Linked DNA regions of Mus musculus: all the other regions are linked to region 3. Evidence: chromatin contacts called from public Hi-C and promoter capture Hi-C data. All regions are on one chromosome and are shown on one strand. Each heading gives the region's core, a stretch centred on a gene start, on an enhancer-like site or on the middle of the called end of the contact. The rest is flanking DNA. Distances are from core to core; before and after follow the strand shown.

What was found. Promoter capture Hi-C pulls out the DNA fragments that hold promoters and counts their contacts. A called contact is a pair of places that touch in the nucleus more often than the background predicts.
Region 1: a contact with region 3 is called in a Hi-C map of cerebral cortex, with 2.2 times the contacts expected there. The contact joins the enhancer-like site here to the promoter of 8030423F21Rik in region 3. A contact is called at or near these places in 4 of 39 promoter capture datasets (the 3T3-L1 cell line, hippocampal neurons and liver), 17 of 484 Hi-C or Micro-C datasets (the 3T3-L1 cell line, the G1E-ER4 cell line, the MC3T3-E1 cell line and 9 more) and 1 of 115 datasets of contacts at active chromatin or transcription factors (bone marrow-derived dendritic cells).
Region 2: a promoter capture Hi-C map of hippocampal neurons shows a contact between it and region 3, with 2.3 times the contacts expected there. The contact joins the enhancer-like site here to the promoter of 8030423F21Rik in region 3. A contact is called at or near these places in 6 of 39 promoter capture datasets (the 3T3-L1 cell line, the HPC-7 cell line, hippocampal neurons and 2 more), 12 of 484 Hi-C or Micro-C datasets (the AML12 cell line, cerebellar granule neurons, cerebellum and 7 more) and 2 of 115 datasets of contacts at active chromatin or transcription factors (embryonic stem cells and neural tube).

Annotation. Positions count from the first base shown.
Region 1 is chr5:52,532,054-52,536,035 of GRCm38.p6, forward strand. Lgi2 (leucine-rich repeat LGI family, member 2) reads right to left here. Exons shown (of 8, transcript NM_001310604.1): 8 at 1,464-3,982. Among named protein-coding and RNA genes, the nearest start is that of Lgi2, 32 kb to the right of the region's middle. Within about 2 kb of position 1,863, at least 12 of the 459 cell types and tissues checked have an H3K27ac peak or open chromatin away from gene starts, as enhancers often do. A contact at or near this core is called in cerebral cortex and hippocampal neurons, where this site is marked.
Region 2 is chr5:52,514,738-52,519,004 of GRCm38.p6, forward strand. No RefSeq gene overlaps it. Among named protein-coding and RNA genes, the nearest start is that of Ccdc149, 45 kb to the left of the region's middle. Within about 2 kb of position 1,429, at least 36 of the 459 cell types and tissues checked have an H3K27ac peak or open chromatin away from gene starts, as enhancers often do. A contact at or near this core is called in cerebral cortex, forebrain, hippocampal neurons and 1 more, where this site is marked.
Region 3 is chr5:52,616,599-52,620,985 of GRCm38.p6, forward strand. 8030423F21Rik (RIKEN cDNA 8030423F21 gene) reads right to left here and starts at 2,413. Exons shown (of 3, transcript NR_045738.1): 1 at 2,289-2,413.

The DNA.
Region 1 (3,982 bases), core at 613-3,112, 85 kb before region 3:
GAGGCAGGTACCAGTCAATTGTACAGCCAGTTGATCAGTGACGGTGGCACATCTCTTGGGGCTCCAATTCTTCCCAGACAGTTCAGCTTCAATTAGTGCTCTGATGAATGAAGAAGGAAAGTGTCTTTGCCTCTATTGGGGTTGCCAAGCCTCGAAGATATCCAAGACCAACCACACCAGGGTGTCAAGACCTGCCGCTGCCTTAATGAGCTCCAGGCTTGCAGGCTTGGAGATTTATGTTTCTTTTCCGCACTTCACAAACATGAAACAACAGAATAAGAATCCAAAAGACTTTCTCTGGTATCTTTCTGTCACTAAGGTATTTCCTGTGGCCCATGATGACCTTGTCCCTAAGAATCAGCTCTATGTACAGCTCCTGTTGCCCTGGGTCTGAGAGAATGCCAGTTGATGGTTGGGGCTTGTTCTGATGAAGTCCCCATAAACTGTGTCCTCATAGAGACCTTCAAGGGATGAGAGCAGAGTCTGTGACCTGCATCAAAGCAATAAAACCAGGCCAAAGTGTTGGGTTTTCTCTTCTGGGCTCCAGAGGACCTGGAGAAGCCCACAGATATGGGGCTGAAGGAACACCGGAGAAGGGCAGGGGCCTGGGGGTGGGCTCTCGGTGCTGAATGAGGCCCCCAACCAAAGGCCAGCAAGGAGATGGGGACTCCCACATTCCAATCATGAGAAAGTCAATTCTACGACGTGAACAAGCTGGTTCTCTGGGGGATTCCACACACAGTCCTAGGGGACCTTGAACAGAGGCACCAGCTATGCCATGCCTGGGCTCCTGCCCCTGGGACTGGGGTACAACTGTAGCAATAGAAAGCTGGTACTGTGTCAGGCCTGGGCAGTCATCTGTCTACTTATGACCCCTAGTGATTTGTTGTTGTCGCTCAACTAGCAACACAGCTGTCTATGAGCAAGTGAACTACACCTAAGTACTTTTTATGAAATTTCACGGCACATCAGAGTGCTCCGCACACAGTAGGTATTGTCTCCGTTATGTAAATTAGGCTGTTGACCCTTCCTTTGTCCAGGTACACCAACGGGTCTGAGGCTAAGGTACATGTGACAGCCATGTGTTATAGACCTCTATGCGTCACTTAGACCCTAGACACACAGAGGGCTGAGGTCCCTCCCTCTAATTGTCCCAGGTAACCACAAGCTCCTGAGAGATTCTTGAACCGCCCCCCAGACCACCCAGCAGGCTTCAGAGACCACAGATCAGGTAGCACGTTCTTCAGCGAATATTTAATGGCTTTTAGAAAAATTCTTAGTTTCCAAGTGAAAAACCAAACCGTCCCCATGGTGCCTATCTTCTGTTTAAACAGCAAAGCAGCCACATAAGCCTCTCCATCCTCCCAACCCCCCCTCCCCAACTGCTCTCTGTATCACCCTTCAGCTCTGCCATCCGGTGGGTGCATCCATTCTTTAAAAGTAGACCAGAGATCAAAGCGGTGTTAGGCATTTACTACTTTTTATTCACAGGATTACAGAATATATAGAAGAATCAAGAGGCATATCATGTGTCCAATCTATTTTCCAAAAAGAGCTAAGTAGATACAGCTTTAAAACACATCCAGCATTGTCCGTCCACTGTAAAATCCACGTCCATACACGTATAAAGTATTATTTCACCTAAGTTGTGCATTTAAAAGACATAAAAACAGTACCAAACGGCATATTGGACTAGTTTATCACAGTTCTCATACATTCCTGATAGTCAGGGGGTTGGATAGGGAACGCATAGTTTCCCCGCTAGAAAGAGGTGGCTGCTGGCGCAAGCAATGAGACAGGGTAAAGAGCAGAGTGCTCGGCTGAGAGCCCAGTGGCCCAGTGATGTCACTGTTGTCTGAATCAGCATTACAGTGGATGCTGTTCAGTGATTGGCATGCTACGGATGTGCCTGGCCATCCTACCCTCTGCTAAGGCAACGGAAGTTATCATTGCTCTTTCAAGCTCATTCCTCCTTCCCCCACAAAGCATCCACTCCCAAACCATCTGCCCTGCACGCCTCCCCCACTTTTCCCATGGCGCCCCAGGTCTAAACCACCCTATTCTTTGCACCCGCTGCTAGGTTGCTGACTCTGCTCTGGCACGCTGTCGAACACAACCCTTGGCCCTGCCTAAGGAAGCAAGGAGTGAAGTCACACAAGGAGCGAGTCTCCTGCAGAAGACTCGGGAAGCTGGCTCAAGGCTTCCTTTAGGGGGCATGCAAACCAGAGCCCTTCCTGCAGACCTTCCTCTGGTTTGCCTGGAGTCCCCTAAGCCAGAGAAATCTCCATCGTGAGCACTCCCAGAGGCTCAGCTTGTAGAACCTCATATTGATTTTTTTTCCCCTAAAAACATGCAGCCTCATTCCACGAGAAGAACACAACACTGGCCCGGAGCAATTCACCATTGCTCCTGAGTTGGGGTTTTTAATTTCTCTCTCCTAGAACTCATCGTATCTGGTAGACACCATGACAAGAACCAGATGTGTCTAGCCTCAGTATTCCCTCCATGGCTATATGTGAGAAGACACAGTCATGCCGGCTAGAAATCCTCGCTAGACAACTGAAGCCATCCACCACTTCTGGAAGGCTTTCTCAAGCCTGGCTAGGCATGCCCCACAGTTCTGAGGTGCTTGCTAGTTGTTCGATGGCATTGACGATTGAACGGTGTGTGTCAGGCATGACTTTCACCCCTGGCTCTTCATTCTGCTTGTACGTAATCTACAAGAACTGCTGCTGTCTTCACTGTCATGGTAACAGAGTCTGACTTTGGGTGGGCACAGCAGAGCATTAGAAAGAGAAAATGCAGCACCTGTCGTCCACGGGAAAGTTCTAGCTTTGCTGCTTAAAACCGGATAATCTCAGGCAGGCCATCTACTTCGGTTCTGTGTCTATTTCCTTCTCTATGAAATTAGAATAACACCTGCCCTCCGTAAACCAAAGAGCTACATGTGACACGTGAGCAGAACACAGATGCACAGGCGGGAATGACAGGAAGCTTCCGGGATGCGAGCTGATCTTATCCACAGCCCAGGAACAAAGTGCTTGTCAGCCCTAAGGTTTATTTTTAGTCTTTATAGAAATCTACTGCGGATCCTACAGAGTCTGAGGACTAACCCTTGCTTTAGGTTATGGCCTTAAAGCCGCAGGACTGATTGGAGGGATCATCTTCTGAAGCCAGCTGCAGAGACGGACAAAGGGCGGGCTGAGCAGATGTCAGTGCATGGGTGTTGGGAAGGAAAGAAAGAAGAAATGAGGAGGGAGGAAGGAAGAGAGGGAGGGGGGAGGGAGGGAGGAAGGGGGAGAGCAGGAAGGAGGGGGAAGGAGAGACCAGTCCCCCTCAGCTGGACAGTCCTATGCATTTCTCTGCCTTGGGCTCTTGTTATAGCTGTGTGGGTGGGTTTTGTTATTTTACTGGAAGAAAGCATTTTGCAGAAACTGCTTAAAACTTCAGGGATTCTTGGGAGAGAGCAGTAAGATTAATGAAGCAGAGCTTCCCACCTTATGCCAAGAACATCTATGTTCCTTCGTTAAGTTGGCCAGAACAAATATCTCCTCCCATAGCGCAGGACTCAGAAGGCTGCAGACTCCAGTCTGGTATAAACTTGTCTTAAAAAGAAAACTCGATTGCTGGTCCTCTCATACCCCTGCTGCACCACCCACCAGGGTCTTTTTCACTCCCCAAATGCTTCATCCGGGTCTGACAGCCTGCCCCACCCCCAAGTCAAACCCCACATATCTTGGCTTTTTGAACTCTAAGCAATGGCCATGGCTTCACCCTGTGAGGAAGCACAGAGAAGCTGGTACCAGGCTCTGTAGAGGTGGCACTCTGAGAGATGCCCCTGTGGGTTCCTCTACAAGCGGTGAGAAGCAAAGGTGTTCTCTCTGCCTGACATTAGTGCTACGTGCCTGTCTGCAGGACCCATGTATGGAGGAACATGGCTCACCAGTTCTTCAGAGAAAGGAAAAGCAACCATCACACTTCC
Region 2 (4,267 bases), core at 179-2,678, 100 kb before region 3:
CTGCCTGCCTGCCTGCCTGCCTGCCTGCCTGCCTGCCATCATGCTCCCTACCACGAGGATTGTGAATTCTAACCCTCTGGAACTGTAAAACCCCTAGAAGTCTTTCTTCTATAGGATGCCTTGGTCATGGAAAAGTAAGACATGACTCCAGTGCGTTGATGTTTAGTCCCCAAGATGGAATTCCTACTCATAGTCTCACTGTAACAGGTCCCTACACTTTTTCTTGACAGGTAAGAAATTCTCATAAGCAGTATGTAGGAAATAATCAAGAATTATTTTATAGCCAGGCATGGTGGCACACGCCTTTAATCCCAGCACTTGGGAGGCAGAGGCAGGTGAATTTCTGAGTTCAAGGTCAACCTGGTCTACAGAGTGAGCTCCAGGACAGCCATGGCTACACAGAGAAACCCTATCTCGAAAAACCAAATATATATATATATATATATATATGCACTATGGGATAATTGTTTCCAGATATTTGATAAACAGTACAGGAAAAGATTTCTTTTGACATCTACATGGTCTCAAAAAGTTCTGTGGAGTCCAGAACACACCCCGGTTCCAGGAAGATTGGCTTGTCTTTCTGAGACCTTTTGATTGCCCATTCTTTGGCACCCAGTCTCAAACTCCATCAGCTTAGGCCCCCACTTACTCAGCAGAGGGGTGGAGGGACGAGATCATTTTCACTTCCTATGCGGCCACAAGAGGGCGCACTCAGTGGACTTCTAGAACTGAGAAGGAAGCCACCGTGGGTCAGTAAAAACTGACAAAAGAAAACTTGGTTTAAAAGGTGTCGTCGGTCAACCTCCCCCTATGCCTTGCCCACCTTTTTCTTGCCATAAGATGAACGCAATCAGCGAACACTTTCAGTCTGTTCAGGCATCCTTCTTAGGATGCGAGAGATGTTGTCCTATTACAACTAGGTCTTTTGATGATGGGCATTCCCATATCCCAGGAGCTGCTCCCTACATTTTATAAGGCGAATGTCAGAGCGACGGGATTCAAGATGCCAAGAATGAGGAAAGTTAGCGCTGAGCCCTGCGCCTGGTACACAGACAATGGAGCCGGAACAAGTGTTTACCTCCGGAGATGCTGGTCTTCATTCCCGATTGTTTCTGAATAATGCCCCATCACCTCCCTTCCCCAGCGTTTGTCTAGATCTTTTCTATTCGTATTTGAATTGATCCTCGCTCACTTTTCCTTTTTTATTATTATCATTTTGCCTGGGACTTTGGATCATTATAAGATTGCGGGTAATGACAGACTGTAATTAAGCTTAACACAGATTTTTCTTTTAGGAGAGAGAAGAATCCACCAACTGAAACTCAGATTGCCTGGGCTGTAATTTGTGGCGCTGTCACAAAGGGGTCCTTTTCCGCATGGTGCGCAGCGGTGATGAGCAAGCGCTGGGCCGAGGGTGTGCGCTTCTCTCACACGCTCTGGAGCGAGCTGCAGGACTCGTAAATAGCTAAGTATAGCTTGAAGCTGATTACAGGCCCGATCCTCCTATTGTGCCTCATCACTTGTCATTGTTGAGGCGGCAATTGCCGCTCCACGTTTCTCTTTGTGGCTGGCTGCAGCCGGTTTCCAGGACAGGAGGAGCCCTGAGATGCCGAGACTGGTTCTTCCCGCCGGATGGGCGTGGCAGGTGTTGGCGATGAGATTAAGAGCAGACTCCCAGGATAGACACCTGTTGCCCCAGAATTGCTGTTTATGCACGATCTCTGTCCATGGGGGGTGACAGGAGTCTCTGAGGCCAGGCTGGCTGTGGGAACAGGAGCAGGCAGTTCGATTTCTCTGGCTTGGTTTACTCAATTGTAGAAAGGAGTTGTAATATTTAATTTCTTACTTACAAAGTACATTTGAGGACCTGTGAAATAAGTATACAGATATCCTAAAAGCAGGTATAGTCCCCTACAGACTCAAACATCCACCTTCGAATAGGTATATACCCACAATACACACTAGCCATAGAACCCACCTGTGTACCTTATTGTAATGAATTTGTTCATGCATGCATGTGGGCGTGGTTTTAGGACACAGCTGTATAGCTGACTGTAACAGTGACCACTGCCATCTTTAGGCTTTTCCTGTAAATCGGGCACCATTTTGAGCTCTTCTCCAGCACCAAAGCAAAGCTCCCAACAATAGCAGTAATAGTCCTGGAATGGGGCACTTCTTCATCTTCGGGGACCTTCCTCGTCCTGGGTGCTGTATGATTGCCTCCAGGGATCTGTCTGTACGTTCAATATCTCTACTGCAGTCACATGACAGCCTCAACTCCCTCCCTTTCCCTGATGGCAGGGAGGGTGGGAATGGTAAGAAGATGGTAGCTGTCTGGGATGAAGGATACATACTGCTGATCACCCTGACGACTGAAATGTCACACTGTACCCTCATGAAAATATGCAATTAATATATCGGTAAAAAATATATATATACTTAGAAATGTACATTCCCATGGAGGGAAAAGGGATTCAAATATCCAACTGAGAACAAGTTTCCCAAGTGTAGATGTAGTGCCTGGTGCAGTGTCTGGGGTCACAGATGCCTAGGGTCACCACGTGTCTGAGTATAGTAAAGGGGACCACTGATCCCACTAGGATGTATTGCAGTGTAAGTGGTGCTGCTGGATATGGGCAGAGGTACTGTATTTGTTACGCTCCTTTTTCTTTCCTGAGTCTGGATCGCTGGTCAGGGCTAGCCTCAAACTTGCCATGTAGCTGAGGATGACCTTGAACCTCTACATCCAAGCCCAACCCCAACTGTGTTCCATTATAGAAGGAGGTCACTGCATTCAGGTTACGCCTTGTTGGGTGTCCGCCCAGGGCCTTGGGCTTGCTCTGTGAACATTCTACGGAGTAAGTTACATCCCCGCACAGATGTTGTCAGCTGCTTTTCTTGTTGCTATGTGTAAATATAAGACCAGAAGGGAAGATTTGCTTGCCTCATATATTGAAGGCACAGTCCACCATGCTATTGAAGGCATGGCTACAGGGACAGTTTCCACCATGGCAGCAGAATCAGGAGGCTTCTTGGTAGCTAATGAGGCAGAGAGGGAACAAGAAACAGGGTGGTCTATAAGCCTCCACCCACCCAGTGGACACTCACTTCCTCTAGCTAGGCTCCACCTCCTAACTACAGCCCCATCCCCTACCCTTCACTCCCACCCCCCATTCCAGCCCTCTGCAAAACCCAAACAATCCAACACTACCAACTGACAAGTGTTTAAATGTATTAGCCTGGGATTGGGGGTGGGCATTGTCCATCCAAACCGGGACAGTGTCTCATTGCTACTTTGTATAAGATTATGAAAGATAAGACCCAAAGAATAATTCAGATTCATTTTGCATTTTGTTTGTTTATTTGGTTATTCTGAGTTGGGTCTCACTATGTAGACAGAGCAAGTCTTGAGTTACATACCCACTGCTTTGGCTCCCCAAGTGCTGGGCCAGACATACCCAGCTTCTTTGCTGTTTTTAATGTATTCAAGTTTACCCCAAATGTACTTTGGGGTTTGTACTCTATTTTATAGAACAGTGCTGGTCTAGACAGTGGGGTGTGGTAAGGGGCTTTGAGCCAAAATAGCATCCAGCTGCTATGGTCTGCACAGTTTTGGTCTCACCAGTATCTGAGCTCTCTTCCATACTGACAGTCTTGGCTGGGTACCCGATGGCTTGCGTTAAAAGAGCCTTATTCTTAGATGACTGAGTTATCTAATTTTTGTCAAAAAGAAAAAAAGAAAGAAAAAGGATACACAGAAATCAACTACATAGGATCTGGGGGTGTTGTTGCTAATATATATATTTTAAAAAAAACGATAGTCATAGAGACACATGCCTGCAATCCCAGCACTCGGGATGCTAGAACAAAGGTTGGTGAGCCCCGGGCCAGCCTGGGCTATCTAGCAAGAAACTGTCTCAAAAAACAAACAAGGGCTGGGCATGTCTCTGTGACAAAGTGTTTGTCTACACATGGAAGGATGCTATGTTTGAGTCCTGGCACTAAGAGATGGGGAGGGAACCCTTTATTCTTCCTCTCTTTTCCTGCTTGGAATGCACAAAGGCTAGGGTGGTGCAGCCTCTTTGGAGCCATGAGGTTGACAGTCATAGGAATAGATGAAGGAGACTGAGTTCTTGAGTAGCATCCTCAGGCCAACAGGGCCCATCCAGGCTCTATCATGTGAGCAGAGGGGTGGGGGGAGTGGGGGTGGGAATGTGTATGTGCCTGCATGTATGTGTAACTGGTAGTTATTCAGCCTGTCAGC
Region 3 (4,387 bases), core at 1,163-3,662:
GCTCTGTCTTGGAGACTGAATCTGGGCTGGACACCTCCTCCTCAGGCCACATGCTGCCACAGGCAGATTCCCAGGGTGCTCTCCCTTCTTGGAGAAAGAAGTGTGGCAGCTGTGAGCCTCTCCTAGTTACTGGTCCGTTTCATCAGCTGAAATGCTGGCTCACTGCATCAGCAGATGGATCTTCCAGCAGGAAGTGGTTGGGCCTTGTGGGGAGAGCTAGCAATTGCAACCTGATCCAGGAGCAGAGCAGACTCTGGAGCTGAAGGAGGGTCTCTGTGTCCTGGGAAGGCAGGAAGGATGGATGACCAGATCTGGGAAGCTTCCCGGGATAGGAGACTGTCAGTGCTGCATCCAGGAACAACAAACCGAGACTGGCCATACAGCCAAGCCAACAGGGTCTCTGCCTCTCCGCTTTCCACTTTGTAAACTGACTTCACATGCACAGACCTCAAACAGTTGCCTGTGTTAGAAATGCTTTTGAGTATCAGAGGTGGAGTGTGGATAATGTAAGCAAATCGGCTGTGTATTTTTCCCAAGATAAGAAGGACACTTCTGGACTCCAGAATATGATAATACCAAGAAAGTTGTCAGCCAGTTTTCTGGTGCCCCCCCCCCGCCCGCCCCCCATGCTATAAGACAGCTGCTATGACTCTGGAGACCTAGATTCATCCCAGGCAGAAAGAAGGAAGATAATGAGATAGTACTAGCACACAGAATTATGTTTGCGATTCCTGGGCCACTTCCAGCTGTGTTGCCTTCAGACAAACCAAGTGTTTAGTCTTCTGGTCTTGAGAGTAGAGGGTAAAAAGCATGAGAAACTTCAGAACAAGTCACCCCTACCATCTGCCTGAGTGTGACCAAAGGATGCCTGAGTGACTGGGAATACCATAAAGCCCAGGGGACTGGACCATGGCACCGCTGGTTGCTATGGATACCAAGGCCCATCACCACCATGGGCATCATCAGCATGTGAGAATTGGATCTTAGGGCTGTAGAGTTTAGAGGGGACTGGGTGGAGAAGAGGAGTCTCAGATCCTTTAAATCTGACCACACTGAGTTGATTTAGTCAGATGCATTTTATGCAGAGGCAGTGGGGAGTCTCAGGGTACAGATAGCCAATGGCCAGATGACCCCCAGTTTCAATCCCTCTTTCCTAAGTGGATGGCCCTGAACAACTAATTAACCTCTCTGTGTCTCTCTTCTCCGTCTTTAAAGCGATGGTAGCACTGATTCTCCTGCATCTCTAGGATTGCAAGGAGGACTCTGCGCCAATCTGTATAACACAGGGCTCAGAACCGTGACTAAGCCCTGCTGCTTGCCGCACCCTTCAGTGCCATGGAGGAGGAGTATAGGAGGGGCTCAGACTTCATGTTGACCCTCTTCCCTGTGTGAAATGGCCACAGGTCTCCTCCCACCAGGGACCCTGGCCCTTCTCAGGCCCCCACTCCATCTTAATGATAAGCTAGTGGCCACTTGCTTGGAGGCTGTGGGATCTGTTCAGAGTGTCACTGTCACCAGGCCCTTGACAGGGTGCAGCAGCTGCAGAGGGTACAGAGAGAGGTGGCAGGCTCTGTGTTCCTGAGCAAATCACTCAGCCTCCGTGTGCACAGCACCACGTCTATAAAACCGTAACAGCACATCTCTCAAGGACATCTCATTTCCAAACTGCAGGACTTTTCCCTATGGAAATCATGATCTCTGAGTCAAGGTGGCCGCCCCCAGTCTTCTGGCCAGGTGTCTGACTTCCCCAGGGCTCAAGGAGAGCACTCTGGCCTCTCAGGTCTGCCTCCTGTTGTGTCCTGCCCACCTCAGGCCGCACGCACGCCCCCTCTCTGCAGTCTCCCTCCAGGTTGCACTAACGTGCAAAGAAGGGGCTGTGGTTAAAACCCGGACATTCCCCCGAGGATCAGGGTGGCAAGGCCCAGTGCCTTCTTGCAACAGCCCTGCTTCCCAGGGAGAGAGGCCTTTTCCGAGGCGACAACTTTGAGCATGGCGCAGCTGCTCCTGGCGTGCCAAAGCCGGGGCGCGCAGACGCGCGGCGGGTGGCAGTCATTAACCGGCTGTCAGGTTCCTCGGCTGATGCAGCTAAAAATAGCGCGCTATAGATAGCAGCCTCCCCCGCGACTGCAGCCCGCACCCCATCCCCAGATCCGCGCCGCCCGGCACCCCGAGGAGACCGCGCCACCAAGCTCAGCTATTTATAGAACCCACACCTCAGCACTTTCCACCCACCATACAACCATTTCAGCTGCTCCGATGAGAAAAGAGCAGCCTGGGCCGCCACTTACTCCGGTGTGCAATCACATCTAGGGCCAGGGAGTCCTGATGTTATAGGAAACCTCCAGGCAGACTCAGATTAAAGATCAATGGCCACATAAAACGTAAGCAGTCAGTTTCGCGGCGAACAAGTCCTGGTAATACAGAGTTGTTTCAGTGAATAAACTCGGAGAGCTGTGTAGCCCCACCCCCCATGTTGATTAGCCCCCTGGCGAAACCCTGAATGCTTGAAGTAAGGGGCAGGCAGGGAAGGGGGGAGTGGGGCTGGAGACAGACACGGGGTGGGGTGCAGGGGGGGGGGGAGAGAAAGGAGAGGAAGAGGAAGGGGAGAAGAGAAGAATTAGGAATGAGAAGAAGCCATAAAGAAATAGAGATGGGAAGAGATAAAAAAAAAAAAAAATAGAAGGACAAAGAGGATGGGGATAAGGACAGGGAAAGAAGACTGGGAGGTGGCAGAGCAGTTAAGTGCACCTGCTGCTCTCCCAGAGGACCTGAGTTCGATTCCCAGCACCCACATGGTGGTTCACAACTAACCATAACTGAAAGCCCAGGGAATCTGACACCCTCTTCTGACATCCTCAGATACGGTGGTACACAGGCACAGGCACAGGCACACATACTGACGAAACATTATGCACATAATTTTTTTAAAGAGAGAGAAAGGGATAGATGGAGAGAGGTAAAGAATAGAGAGATGAGGAAAGATGGAGATATATTATGCAGAGAGAGGAAGAGAGATAGATGGGAAAAAAAGAAACATTAAGATTGCAAACATGTCAGAGTGTTCCCTAGCCCTTCTCCTAATGCCCTCAACCGAATTTTTTCTTCCCACCTGATCACTTTACTGATTCATCAAGACAAGTATAAATCATATTTCCAAATTTTGGTGAGCCCAGCAGCTAGATAGGCACTGACATCTGTCAAGGAAGAGGGCACTGGGCCTTGCCACCCTGATCCTCAGGGGAATGTCTGGACCCTAACATGGCCCCTTCTTTGCATGCTAGTGCGGCTGACTTGGAGTCAGTTCCTACCTGCCACCCCCAGCTTTGGGAATCTAGAACAGGTGCCTCAGCCTTCAAAAGTCTGGTTTCCTGGGCAGAGCGTCCTGCCCATCTTACAGCACTGGGGTGAGGCCATAGAAGGCATAGAAGGCCTGCAGGCCAACCACTGCTCAAGGCCACAAGCTCTGAGAATGAAAGACCAATGTGGATGTTGTGGACATCACCCCTGGCAAACAGTCTTCAAGATGCATGGCACACCCCCATGTTTTCCCCCATTCTGTTGTGTCCCCCGTGATCCATTTCTGTGAATCCCAGTGGCCCAAAACAAGACCCCTGGGAAGAAGTTTTGAGGACCTGGGCAGAACCTGGGTGGTGAATGGAGACATCTCTCAGCCAAATCTTTGAAGTCTCAAAACCCTTGGTTGAATCTGGACCTGTAGACATGGGTACTTGGTCAGGGAGTAGCTAGGTAATGCTCTCCCAGAACATCTGGATCCAGCATTGGCTCACATGTCTCAGAAGTCACCTCCTGGTCCTGCCCAGGAAACTAGGCATGAATTCTTGTGCACTGAAACCCAATCTGCATGCTTGCATGGCTTTGCTAACAACAGCTGACTGGTCACTAAACAAGATGGAGGCAGACCTCCAGCTTTCCAGGGCCATTGTACTATTCCGTGTTTAACTCTCACCTGCTTTTCCCCATGTCTAGACCCCTCATTCTCAAATTGAGGTGCCTCATATCATCACACCCGAAACAGCTCCCCATTGACCCAACCCTACTGCCTCTTTCCCTAAATCTACTTTCTAACAGATTTCCCAGGTGAGGACCAAAGACGGCGATCCAAGAACATCACCCCAGTCAGGAAAGATGAAGGATATATATAAATGTCCTGTGACATTTTATATGAAGTCTCCAGGCACACAGTCTCTGAAACTAAGAAATCAGTGTGACAATATGTACTCACTGATAAGTGGATATTAGCCCCAAACCTAGGATACCCAAGATATAAGATACAATTTGCTAAACACATGAAACTCAAGAAGAATGAAGACTGAAGTGTGGACACTATGCCCCTCCTTAGAATTGGGAACAAAACACCCATGGAAGG